2 separate regions of the Mus musculus genome follow, and region 1 is linked to region 2. Evidence: chromatin contacts called from public Hi-C data. All regions are on one chromosome and are shown on one strand. Each heading gives the region's core, a stretch centred on a gene start, on an enhancer-like site or on the middle of the called end of the contact. The rest is flanking DNA. Distances are from core to core; before and after follow the strand shown. Region 1 overlaps Zc3h7b (zinc finger CCCH type containing 7B). Region 2 holds the start of Chadl (chondroadherin-like).

The links. A called contact is a pair of places that touch in the nucleus more often than the background predicts.
Region 1: a contact with region 2 is called in a Hi-C map of the G1E-ER4 cell line, with 1.5 times the contacts expected there. The contact joins the enhancer-like site here to the promoter of Chadl in region 2. A contact is called at or near these places in 2 of 39 promoter capture datasets (embryonic stem cells and liver), 16 of 484 Hi-C or Micro-C datasets (the AML12 cell line, B cells, the Ba/F3 cell line and 11 more), 1 of 115 datasets of contacts at active chromatin or transcription factors (embryonic stem cells) and 4 of 9 other capture datasets (adipose tissue, embryonic stem cells, liver and 1 more).

The regions. Positions count from the first base shown.
Region 1 is chr15:81,774,894-81,781,625 of GRCm38.p6, forward strand. Zc3h7b (zinc finger CCCH type containing 7B) reads left to right here. Exons shown (of 23, transcript NM_001081016.2): 8 at 913-955; 9 at 1,385-1,578; 10 at 1,888-2,209; 11 at 2,980-3,038; 12 at 3,717-3,816; 13 at 4,216-4,377; 14 at 5,511-5,716. Among named protein-coding and RNA genes, the nearest start is that of Gm17597, 24 kb to the right of the region's middle. Within about 2 kb of position 2,743, at least 24 of the 459 cell types and tissues checked have an H3K27ac peak or open chromatin away from gene starts, as enhancers often do. A contact at or near this core is called in B cells, the G1E-ER4 cell line, female germline stem cells and 1 more, where this site is marked.
Region 2 is chr15:81,695,318-81,701,337 of GRCm38.p6, forward strand. It overlaps Chadl (chondroadherin-like), which reads right to left and starts at 1,970. Exons shown (of 6, transcript NM_001164320.1): 1 at 1,912-1,970; 2 at 533-707. The coding sequence starts at 1,919.

The DNA of each region.
Region 1 (6,732 bases), core at 1,493-3,992, 80 kb after region 2:
TTCTGTCCCTTGTGGCTGGAACAAGGCAGAGGAGTTCATTGCAGGCCAACCTCCCGGCAGCACATGTTATTCACATGGTTAGTGCTGAGCATGCCAGGCACTCTGCTGAGGTGCCTCATCTCTGCCAGTTTCAGGCAGTGTGACTGCTGAATCCTTACTTTACACCCGAGGAAACAAGTCCAGATAGGTTGCCGACTTGGCCAGACCAAAGAGCAAGCTCCAGCATTTCCCATCCCAGACAGGGCTCTGACCCCAGTACTGTGCGGCTGCAGAGTACAGGCTCTCTGGAACAACCCCCCACCCCCGCACCCCAGGAGGAGCCGGCCAGGTTGCTGCCTGACCTGTGAATTCTGTTCTGTCTTTGCAATGGGGATGGACTTCCCACCTAAGATGACGTTCTCCTTGGAGGGAGATTAGCTTCCTGTGAGGCTGGGGGCTGAGCCGGGGAGGGGGGGGCACACATTCCTCTAAGAAACCATCTGTAGTGTGGAAGGCCTGGTAAAATCCTTGTCACTACCTTTAATCCCAGCAATTGGGAGGCAGAGGCAGGTGGATCTCCGAGTTCAAGGCCAGCCTTATCTATATAGTGAATTTCAGGGCACCCAGGGCTTTTGAGACCCTGTTTCAAAAACAAAACCAAAAGAGCCCAAAACCCTCTCTCGCCTCAGGGCATGGATAAGACTCTACCCTTTTCCAGGTACCTCAGAGGTGTACCCCTGCCCTGGGGCCATTGCTCCCCTGAAATGTACCTACCAAGCTAGTTTACCCCACCCCTGTCTCAGCCCACGCCTGCTCGGACCCTGGCTGAAAAGCCAGCCTACCTGTGATAGGCAGTCGTTCCCCAGTGAGTGGCCCTCAGTGTACCCTGGTGGAAATGTGAGGCCATTCCACCCTACATCTTTCCTCTCACAGGGAACTTCTAACGGATTGGGATCTATAGATGACATCGAAACAGGTATGTCTCAGCTGTGTGGGGTGAGACACCGGGAGGGCTTCCCTGAGGCAGGCCAGGAACGAGCACGGCTTCCTCCTCAGCTTGTCTCCGTCCTTCATTCATGCCTGTCCGTGTCGGACACCTTGTGTTAGAACCCTCACTTCCTACTTCCTTTTCTCTGCTCGAGTAATAAGTGCTTGAAGAAGGCACTGCTGGTCCCAGAGAAAGGTGACATTGGTGGGTATTTGAGGAGTGCCAAGGCAATCAGAACCCTTCCACAGCTTCAGGCTGTCTTTCCTCCTTGACTACCTCTGAGCCATTGCCCCTGGGGCAGGGAATAGGGAACCCAGATCCTTGTGGAATGGGAAGAAGGGAAGGCGTTAGCTTAGTGACTGGGCAACACCCCCACCACACGGGCTCCTTTCAGCTCTGAGCTCACTCCCTCCACAGACTGCTACGTGGATCTCCGAGGCTCCCCAGCCCTGCTCCCCTCCACTCCCACGATGCCCCTGTTCCCTCATGTTCTGGACCTCCTGGCCCCACTGGATGGCAGCAGCAGGACACTCCCCGGCACCGAGGGCCTAGATGACTTCTCAGATGGGGATGTGTTTGGTCCAGAACTGGACACCCTCCTGGACTCTCTGGTGAGCCATGCTGCCGACTTCTTGTTCTGTCCCTTGAAGCCCCTCACTTAGAACCCCACAGTCTCATGAAGAGGCAAGGGGAGGGCGCCGTCTTCACGTCTCAGTTGGGAGAATGGGTGGCCCTGGGATGGAGGGTCTTGCTGGAGCCTACAGAGCAGATCCCAGAGAGATCAAGCAGAGCCCCACTTCCTCTTCATGAGCAGTCACTGTCAGGCTCTGGAGGAGTAACTGCTTCCTGGAATGTCATACCCACACGGGGTTGGGTGGTTATGTTCTCGTCTGACCCCTGGCTCTGTCCCCACTTTGCAGTCTCTGGTCCAGGGTGGCCTGCCTGGCAGTGGTATGCCTAGTGAGCTGCCTCAGCTGATCCCCGTGTTTCCTGGTGGGACCCCACTCTTGCCACCTGTGGTGGGTGGCTCCATCCCCGTGTCCAGCCCACTGCCTCCTGCCTCCTTTGGCCTTGTCATGGACCCCTCCAGGAAGCTGGCTGCTTCTGTGCTGGATGCCCTTGACTCTCCAGGGCCCACGCTGGACCCCCTGGATCTGTTACCATACTCTGAGGCTCGGCTGGGTGCCCTTGACAGCTTTGGGTCAGCCCGAGGCTCCCTGGACAAGCCGGACTCCTTCCTAGGTGAGGCCTTGGTTGGGTACTTTGTCTATCTTCTCCCTTGACAGCGCTGCTCTGTTCTCTCATCTCTGAAGCTCTGCATCTCCACAGCACATGCCCATATGTCTATCACAGCCCAGGGCAATACATGCTGTCTTATCTCTGCTGTGCTCAGCACTTCCTGAGCTTGAGCCCCGGGCTGGATGTCTCACTCTAGATCAAACAGTAGAGCTATGTTAATGATTCTATCTGGTGCTGTGTCCGGCCCTCCAGAGCCCTGGACCTCCAGACTCAGGTCCTATGCAGATTATCCAGATACAAGGTCATGAGCTACAATAGCCCTTCTCTGTGCTGGGAACCAGGGACATAGCCATTGACCAGGCCTTGATAGGGTTGACTTTTAGAGGTCAGAGATAGACTAGGGCACTCAAGACTGAGGGACCTGTGTGATGGCATAGGTCGACAGGAAGCAGGGCTTCCTTCTGGGGGACCTGATGGCTCAGAGGCATAGAGTCAGTGTGGTAGAGGATCTGGGTCTGGCTGACAGCTAGAGCGGAAGTTCCTCGGGGAGTGTGAGTGAGCTACGGTCTCACTGACCCAACCTTCCTCCCATAGACAACAGGAAGCCACAAAAGGCATAATGAGCAAGGGTAGACATGTTAGAGCCTCTTTGCTTCAGGGCTGTTGACCATGAGAATAGGAGAGTGAGCCCATGAAACTTCTCTGAGGTAGAAATTACAGGGGCATCCCCTCCGTGCTGGGGACCATAACCCTTGCGTCTTCTCCTTTCCTAGAAGAGACCAGCTCGCAGGACCACCGACCCCCAAGCAGTACTCAGAAGCCAGCCCCCTCGGTGAGTGACTTGAGCGGGGCTCCCAGATCGGACCTCTTATTCATCCGATGGTTACGCGCCCCAGATTGGGGGTGAGCTGAGCTCTCTGTATTGGTGAGATGCTACATTCTTCAAGAGGGGCACCTGCAGAGTGGCCCTTGTGCTGGAGAACACAGTTGGGGTACTCCTTATCTCAAGGCTCAGCAGCCATAAGTGATACCGTGTCTCTGCTCTCCACGCTCTGCCTGTTCTGGGTTCAGAAGAGCATTGGACCACAAGTGAGCAGCATGTATGCATACTTCAGCTTAGATACTAGCTGTGTGGGCCCTAGACAATCATTGGCTCTCCCTGAGCCTTTTCCTCTGTCTGTTGATGACCGGGCCACTTCCACGAGAGCAGTAGGTCCTTAAGCAGGCCCACTGCCATTTCTCTGCTTTAATTCAAGGAAACATTCTGGAGCCAAGATGGCGTCTACTCACTGTCCAGGGTCTTCTGAGGCAGGTCATGATGTTTTGGGCTCTTACATTACAATACAAGGCCTGGGAAGATGTAGAAGAGGGTCCTAGGCTACTGTTCTGATACTGGGTAGGACATATTGGAGCAGGGATCAAAAGACATACCTAGTCTCACTGCTTTGGCTGACCCTGGTGGTCCCAGGTACCCTCAGGGCCAAACATGGCCAATGTCTCCCTATTGTAGCCGGAGCCCTCAATGCCCAACACCACCCTGCTCATCAAGAACCCTCTGGCTGCCACCCACGAGTTCAAGCAGGCCTGCCAGTTGTGCTACCCCAAAACAGGTAATTTCACATCTGCAGCAGCACCCCTCTGCCCTGGAAATGCCGGGACTCTCAGGAGTGGGGAGGCCACTAACATTACTGTGTGCTAGTGGGAAATGCCTGGAGGAAGACAAGGCCCCCCCTGCAGGAAATGAAGGGGTGGGCCCTGATTGGGACCGGCCTTCTCTCTGCAAAGTGTTGTCTTCACAATCCCAGAAACGCTGACTTGGGCAGACTCACCAGTAAGTAGGTCCAGGACTGTTAGGGAAGTCACGTGGTGGGAACGTTCCCGGGAGGGCTTCTCCAAGCCCTCTCTTTCCCCCTGCAAGCACATGCCAGGAGATAGGATGGGAGCTTCAGAGACCCAGATGAGGGCACGTGGGTTTTCTGGATTCACACCCCTGTGTACCCTGCCGACAGGCCCCAGGGCTGGCGACTATACCTACCGTGAGGGCCTCGAGCACAAGTGCAGAAGGGACGTCCTCCTCGGCCGCCTCCGGAGTTCCGAGAACCAGATCTGGAAGCGCATCCGGCCGCGGCCCACCAAAACCAGCTTTGTGGGCTCCTACTACCTGTGCAAAGGTGGGTGGACCACAGTGGGGCTGGCTGGTGCCAGCTGGGTCCAGCTCCTCCCAGACCTACTGCAGTGACCATAGGGGAGATGAGAAAGCTCTAGTGAAGCCCAAGTCCCATAGGAAAGCAAGCATCTCTCTTGACTTTGTCTGAAGACGGAGGTCATTCAGGATATGCTATGGCGCTGGAGCCATCTGGTGGCCTGCACCATCGCATGTGAGGGTCCCACGGTTCGTACAGCCAGGTTCATACCCTGCAGGATTCCAGAAGGGATGGGTAGAGTCCCGGAGAGCACACGGGAAAGGCTTGCAGACCACAGTTGTTTTTAATGAGTACATTCTCTTCCTTGCCCTCATTTCTGCCTCACAGAAATCTGGTCAGTTCCAAACATACGTTTTTGGTGTTCTTCAGTTTCCCTGAACAGTCATGAAGCACATCTGTACTTCAGCCCTTCTTTGCACTTACCCCCAAACATCTGCAAGTGACCTTTTGGTACTTAGCATCCACCCCAGGCTCCTTTGCCCTCTCACCCGCCTCATGGCAACTACCCACACAGTCCTTCCAGACCATTCAGTGTCCTCCCTGAAGCCCTGTCCATGGCTGGTGGCATGAAGAAGGCCAGTGTATGCCCACAGCCACATCTCCACCCTAACTGCTCCACAGGCACACTCGCACTCCCCCACCCCCATGACACATGCTCTGCCCTTTGAGCCTGGTGGCCCCAGTTTTGGAAGCCATTCCCTGTACCACTCTCCTACCCCTCTGCAGCTGAGGGTGCAGCCACGCCTCCAGCTCCAGTTCAGTGGCCCATGTTCCTGGAACTGATCACCCAGTTATTCACCTCCCCAGTGAATAATCCTACAGACTGCCCCTCTTTATATAGCTGTGTGTATTCTACAAAGGCCTTTGCGCATTGCTTGACCTGTACAGACACTGGGGTCCCAGGGTGGGGTGGGGTTTGGAGGGTGTTGAGCCTTCCACACTGGGGCCTGGTAATTAGGAAAAGGATCCATCTTGGACATTGGCAGCCACCAGTGCTCTGCACTGGTGGGTTCGCTCCCTGCTGACCACAGTGAGATCACAGGGTGCTGTGGGCTGCCTCCCTCACGTGGTAGAACGTGTGTCTTATTGCCTCTTTGTAGACATGATTAACAAGCAAGACTGTAAGTACGGGGATAACTGCACCTTCGCCTACCATCAGGAGGAGATCGATGTGTGGACAGAGGAGCGGAAGGGCACACTCAACCGGGACCTGCTCTTTGACCCTCTAGGGGGTGTCAAGCGTGGCAGCCTCACCATTGCCAAGCTCCTGAAGGAGCACCAGGGCATCTTCACCTTCCTCTGTGAGGTACCTGCCTGCCCAGCCCGTTCATCAGACCACCATGGTCCCCAGCACAGTCAGGAGCCATTAGCCCTGGAACCTGTGGGTGTGGTGAGGTGTGGCCGGAAAATCACCAGTTAGGTCCTGGGGATCATGGTGGAACCCAGATCCTGTCTGGCTTCTCATTTTACAAATGTGAAAGTTGAGGCTAGGAGACAGCAATAACCATCCGGTTTGTTCTTCCTTGGGAGCCCGGAATGTGCAGGATTTAGGCTTTTAACCCATACTTTCTGGGCAGCCCCAGTTCACAGATACTGTCCTGGTTCACTGGTGGTGCTAGGAATTGAGGTAGGTCTTGCCTGGGTCAACCTGAGCCACGCACCCCAGAGCCGAAGGCCACCTCCTGCACAGCACTGGCGATCTTTAGGGCCAAGCTGACTTAGAATCTTGTCCAGTGTCATCCCCGAATCCCATATCGTGGCTATGACAAATTTAGCCTAGCTCAGATGTCTAGAGAAAGATGTCTATGGCTAGCCTTTTCACATCTCCCCCAGCATGTTCCAACCTGACTGTGCCTGGTGTTTCCAGCCTGTAACCCAGCTATGCCGTCACACAGTATCCTCCCAAGTTTCTTCATTCCTTTCCTAGGCCAGTTGTGAGTCTGGTAGCTCTGCGGAGATTTCCTGGCTTTGGGTTCTTTTGTCTTTTCAAGGGGCTATTGAGACAGAGTCTCACTATTTAGTCCTGGCTGGCCTGGACTTTGCTGTACAGGCCAGGTTGGCATTGAACTGACAGAGATCCACCTGCCTCTGCTTCTGAGCACTGGAGTTAAAAGGTGTGTGCCACCATGACCACTGGCCTTTCCCAGTCTTGAGAGTACAGTTGGTTCTGTAGCTCCTTGAAGGTGGGAACAGTGACATGGTCATCTCTGAGGAGGAGGGGTTGGTGAGGCCCAGTCTACCCTGATCTGCTGACCTGCTGTCTCCCCTAGGGAGGACTTGGCTCGGGGGTCATAGCTCACAGCCATAAGACAGGAGCTCCTG
Region 2 (6,020 bases), core at 720-3,219:
GAGTCTCTTTAGCCACAGAGCAGCCCTTACTGTGATCCGTTTCTTCTTGCCTTACTTACCCATTAGTTCATAACACCACCGGGCAAAAAAGTTTCTTATCCAGACACCCCCCGCCCCAGTTCACCCCAGGACCTGACACAAATACATTATTATTTGCAGGTCATCTAGGTATCTCAGCCACACGAAAAGGATTTTAAATAAATTATACTGCTATTGGCTTGTTTAGTTTATTTTTGTTGTTGCTATTTGTTGTAAACCTGGGTCTGGTTAGCTTGGACCTCACTCTGTAGACCAGGCTGGTCTTGAACTCAGAGACCTGCCTGCCTCTGCCTCCTGAGTCCTGGGGTTAAAGGTGTGTGTGTCATTGGATTTGGCCCTCACTGGTTATTTTTCTTCCCATTCAGACCTAGATAACCCAGGCTCAAGAAGCAGGAACCAGCCAGCCAGTGGTAGAGCCATTGGTGTAGCCCAGGCTCCTGCCACTCTTTCTTGCCACACTGCCAACCCATGCCAGGATTTTCCCTCTCCTGACCTCAGGGATGGTGTTTGGCACCTCGGTGAGGTTCTGGTGCCGGCAGGTAACATGCCGTCTTGAGTTGTCGCAGACACAGGTCTGTGGGCATCGCTGGGCAGCTACGTGCCAGGCTGGGCTCTGGAGCAACACCATGAACAGCAACAGCATAAAGACCCAGATGGAGCTCTGGGGCCTGGGAGAGAAGGGAGGAAGGGGCGGGGGAGAGAGAGAGACAGAGAGAAACAGACAGAGTGCTGCTGTCCATGGGGAACACCAATGCTAGTGGGCACTGAACCCCTGACCCAGGACAGCCCACTCCGGACTCAGGCCTTCATTCTCTGGGCACAGGAAAGTGCTACGGCTTGGTTCTCTTCCCTCACGTCATATGGGGGGAGGGAAGAGGAGCTTCTGTTATCAGCCCTGGTTTGGCAGCAGGAGGGAAGGCCCAGACCTAGCCCAGGTTTTAGGGTGGACTAGGAGGTCCAGATGCTGAAGAGCCTGAGAGATGCTGTCTCGGTAAAGCAGGCAGCCCAAGCCTCTGTGCCTGCTTCCCCTTTGTCCTCGTGTTACCTGAGTCCACACAGCTGACTGGCCTGTGACAGGGGAACTGAGGGCCTGAGTTATGTACTACGGGGGAGGTGGCAAGGTAGGTCTCATGTCTATTTATTGATGCACCCACCTACCTGTCCATCTCTCCACCTTGCAACTCCAGCCACTTGCCCATTTCTTCTTAGGGATGATTGTTGCCACCATGGCTCTCCTGGCCTCTTCCCACCCCTGTTCCACCCAACAGCCAGAGGGAATTTTCCAGAAACCTCCCTAGTGTCTCGCTGTCCCTGTGAGTGAAAAGTCCCAAATTCCTGGTGCCTCAAGAAGAATGTCTAGATTCTCCAACACACACCTTGAGTGGCACCACTGTTCAAACCGAGCAGCAGCGAATTCACTCAGCTCCCCCTGGTATATGCTTGGGTCGCAGGTAAGTTCTGAGCTGCCTTCCCTGATCCCACGGACCTCCCTGTAGTTGCTCCCAGGATTGTTACTGTCTGGCTTTGTCTCCTTTTAGTCCCAGAAGTCACCCCTTTCTCAGCGCTGACGGCCTTCTCTAGATTCTGGCTTGAGGGTCAGGGTAGGAAGGAGGCCTATTAGGCTGATAACTGAAGAGGAAAAAGGTTCAGGGCGAAGAGGACTGCCACAGATCCCACTTCATAAGGCTACAAAGCACTACCCCCACAGGATGCACAGGCACAGCTACCTCTGGGGTTGGTTTAGGGGCCACCTCTGGGGAACCTCAGGTACAGGAGGATCCCGTGGCTCCATAGCTGGCCTCTCAGAGGCACAAGCAGATAACTGACCCTCTCTAGCCATCTAGTTCTAACTCCCTGGGCCCCAAAACTCACCTCTCCATGCCGACTGGAACTGCCAGCCTTGTCTGGAGGCCCCACACAAGGGAAAGACCAGGGACAGTCCTTGCCTGGCCACCGGCAGTACCCACCCCCCTTTGCCCATGGGCTTGGCAGCCAGGACCGAGCTGAATGGGAAGCATTGTAAGCAGCCCAGCCGAGCTGGGGCTTCCCCAGCCTGTGGGCAGGGGGTGGGAGCAGAGGCTGGAGTTACAGGCTGCCATTGCAGCACAGGCTTAACAACGTGGCTCAGGCCTGAGTCCTTGGACTGGCCGGTGGGCATGGGTGGCGATGGAGATGGGGGGGGTGGTGTCTGGAGGAGCCTTTTGGTGGGTGAGCATCACTGGGCTCCTGTGGACTCCGCGCGACCCTAGGAAGAACTATTCAGCAACTGAAAGTTAAAAGCTAGCTCAGGAGGTTGCTGCAGGAGTTAAGGTAGGAGCCTGGAACCCAGGCACAGGGGAGCCCTTAACTCCTTCCTTTCCGTGAGCTTATGCACTCACACACACTGAAGCTGCTACACACACATAAATCTGTATCCTGCAACTATTCTCCTTCTCATGTGAACGTATTATTGAGGATATCCAAATTGGTGCCTAGCGTTATATCCACTTTCTAATGGATTATATGGTGTTTCATTCTATAAACAGACCTAAGGCGTAAACCAGGTGGTTGTGTACACCTTAGGAGATGGAACTAGAAGGGTTAAAGAACATACCAGACTTACCGGTTCATCTGAGATATTTTACATTTTTTTAGTTTTTTTTTTTTTTTAACTTTATATGTGAGTGGTCTATATGTGTAGAGTGCATTGAAGCATGGCTGGTACCCATAGAGACCAGAAGAGGGCGCCAGAGCCTCCAAAGTAGAATCACAGATATGTCAACCTCCATGTGAGGGATTTGAACCCAGGTCCTCTACAATGAGCCCCCTGTCTAGTCCTGTCTTAGATATTTTTACAGCTCCTCTTCTCCCCTCCCCTTTTTTCTGTTAGTGGAGTTAGAAATTCAAGGCCAGACTTTGGCTACATAGAAAGTTAAAGGCCAGCCTGGGATCACTGAAACCTTGTCCTGAAAATAAAAGGTAGCCGGGCGTGGTGGCACAGGCCTTTAATCCCAGCATTCGGGAGGCAGAGGCAGGCGGATTTCTGAGTTCGAGGCCAGCCTGGTCTACAAAGTGAGTTCCAGACAGCCAGGGCTACACAGAGAAACCCTGTCTCGGAAAAAAAAAAAAAAAGAAAGAAAAAGAAAAAGAAAAGGTGTATTTAAGCATGCATCTCTGGAGGATATATATGTATATATTTCAAAACTTCCAAGGCTGGATATGGTAGTACACACCTTTAGTTCCAGGAACTAACAACCAGACACAGCTACATAGTGTGACACTGTCTAAAAAACAAACCAACCCACAGACACTCTGCATCAAGAGACAGCACAGCTGGATCCCAGCAGACACTCACATACATTTCAGACCCGTGGTTCTGGTGCATGGCAGCTTTCAGTTTTCAGTGTTGTGTAATCCTGGTGTTGTGTAATCCTGGGTGGATTCAAAGTTGCTATGCATCTGAGATGGCTCTTGTCTCTGGCTCCAGCTTTGAAGTGCTGGGACAAAAGGTATGTGCCATCACCACTGAGATACGTAGTTGGTTGGTTGGTTTATTTATTTATTTAGGTTTTTGAGACAGGGTTTCTCTGTATAGCCTTGGCTGTCCTGGAACTCACTCTGTAGACCAGGCTGGTCTTGAACTCAGAAATCTGCCTGTCTCTGCCTCCCAAGTGCTGGGATTAAGGGCGTGCGCCACCACTGCCCAGCATGCCTGGGTGTATTTTAAGAATGTCTCACATAGCCCAGGCTAGCCTTCAATACACTGTAGCCAAGGAGTACTCAGAACACAAGATCCTCATCCTTTGACTCACAACGACTGGGATAAAAGGTGTATGCCTATCTCAAGGCCAGGGGGCAGGGATGTAAAAAACTAAGCCTTTCCTATTGCTACAAAATATCCAATGTATGGATGAATATACCACAAACATACTAAATGTAAGTGAGCTTAACTACTCATCTCCTCCACCTCCGTTTTATATCCAACGGAAGTCCCGTCGGCTCTGTGGCAGAGGACCTCCCTTGTATGAGCGGCTTTGCTTTGTTCAGCTTAGTCCTCTGGCGGATGCGACACTGGGTTGCTTCTACCTCTTGATTCTAGCCTGAGAATAGATCTAAAGAACTAGTGCACAGTGTTCATTTGTATCTTTGCTTTCATTTCTATGGAGTATAAGCCGGTAGTACAGCTGTTGATGAAGGGCAATCCTACGGCAATTCATTAGAATAGCTTAAAATTCATTTCTCTTGAAAAGTACGTGTGCTCTCTGGTCCAAACAATGAGTGCCATTCCATTCTTCTCTCTTCCGCTTCCTCCTCCTCCTCTTCTCCTTCTTCCTCTTCTTCCTCTTCTTCCTCCTCTTCCTTTTTTTCCTCCTCCTCCTCCTCTTCTCCTCCTTCCTCCTCCTCCTCTCTTTTCAGATGGCATCTCTATTTCATAAGCTGGCTTTAAATTCCAGAGCTCAAATCCAGGCAGTGATAGATAGCACACACCTTTACCACAGTACTCAGGAGGCAGAGACAGGAGGGTCTCTGAGTTCAAGGCCAAGCCTGGTCTACAGAGTACTACAGGGCTACACAGAGAAACCCTATTTCAAAATTATGTGTGTGGGTATGTGCATGAATGTAGGTACCCAGGGAGTTCAGAAGAGGGCACTGGATTCTCTGGAGCTAGAGTTACAGGAAGTTGTGAGTTACCTGACATGGGTGCTAGTAATGGAACTCAGGTCCTCTGTTAGAGCAGTATGCGCTTTTATTTTCTGTTTGAGAAAGGGTTTCTTCTTTGTGTAGCCCTGGCTGTCCTGGATTCACTTTGTAGACCAGGCTGGCCTTGAACTGGATATCTGCCTCCCAAAGTGTGGGGATTAAAGGTATGCACCACTTGTAAGTGGACATCTTTGTCTTGTAAAGTTTTGCCTCCTGCCCCCCCACCCCCCAGATGAAATCTTACTCTGAACACTGCAGTCTAGGCTGTTCTCAAACTCACAGCAATCTTTCTGCCTCACTCCCCAACCATGTGGATCACCACACCCAAGCAGTTCCGTTTTCTCCTTTAGGGTGTGAGCTGTGGGCCTTCTCTGGCTTTTACAACAGTAAGGTAATTTCATACCTTTCCTCGCTTGAGTATATGCAGATCAAGTGCATTCATGCAGCCATGGAGGGCAGAAGAGTGAGTTGAACCCTCTGAAATTTGACTTAAAGGCTATTGTGAGCTCCTAGGTGGGTTCTGAACCTATGCCCTCTGCAAGAGCAGTATCTATGCTTAACTTCTGAGCCCTCTCCCTAGCCCCAAATCATGTTTTTGTTTTGTTGTAAGGTTTTGAGCTGTAGGAGGCACAGAGATTTCACAGATCAGCATTAGAACAACTCTTGGGTTGTTCCTTCAAAGGAAAGGATGCTTAACCTTTTACCCACCCAGAAGGCTGGTTAATAGCCGGGTGACCTTTACACTTATCTGTGTGGCCAAGATCACGTGGGATCCTCCCCCAGACCGGTGTGAGCTTGTTTTTCTCAGCCTCTAGAACCGATCTTCTGAACGTGTCCGTGTACTTTACAGATTGTTGTCATTAAGTGTGCCTAAAATAAACTCCCCCAAAGTTTGAATCGATAGCTACTTGGTTGTGTTGAAGCAAACTGCCTTCTTGCCTCTTGCAGATTGTTCCTCTGCGGAATGGCCACAGGGGCGCTGGGAACTGAACTCGGCTTCTCTGTAAGGGTAACAAGTGTGGCTATTAACCATTTAGCCATCTCTCCAAAAGTGCATTTTTTTAAAAAATAGTTTTCAAGACCTGGTTTCTTTGTGAAGCCCTAACTGCCCTGAGTGTCCTGGAACTCTCTCTGTAGACCAGGCTGGCCTTGAACTCTCAGATCCACCTGCTTCTGTATCCTGAGTGCTGGGATTAAAGGTGTGAGCTAGCATAGCTAGGTTCATACATACATATATATATATATGTATATATATTTAGATTTATTTATTCATTATATGTAAGTACACTGTAGCTGTCTTC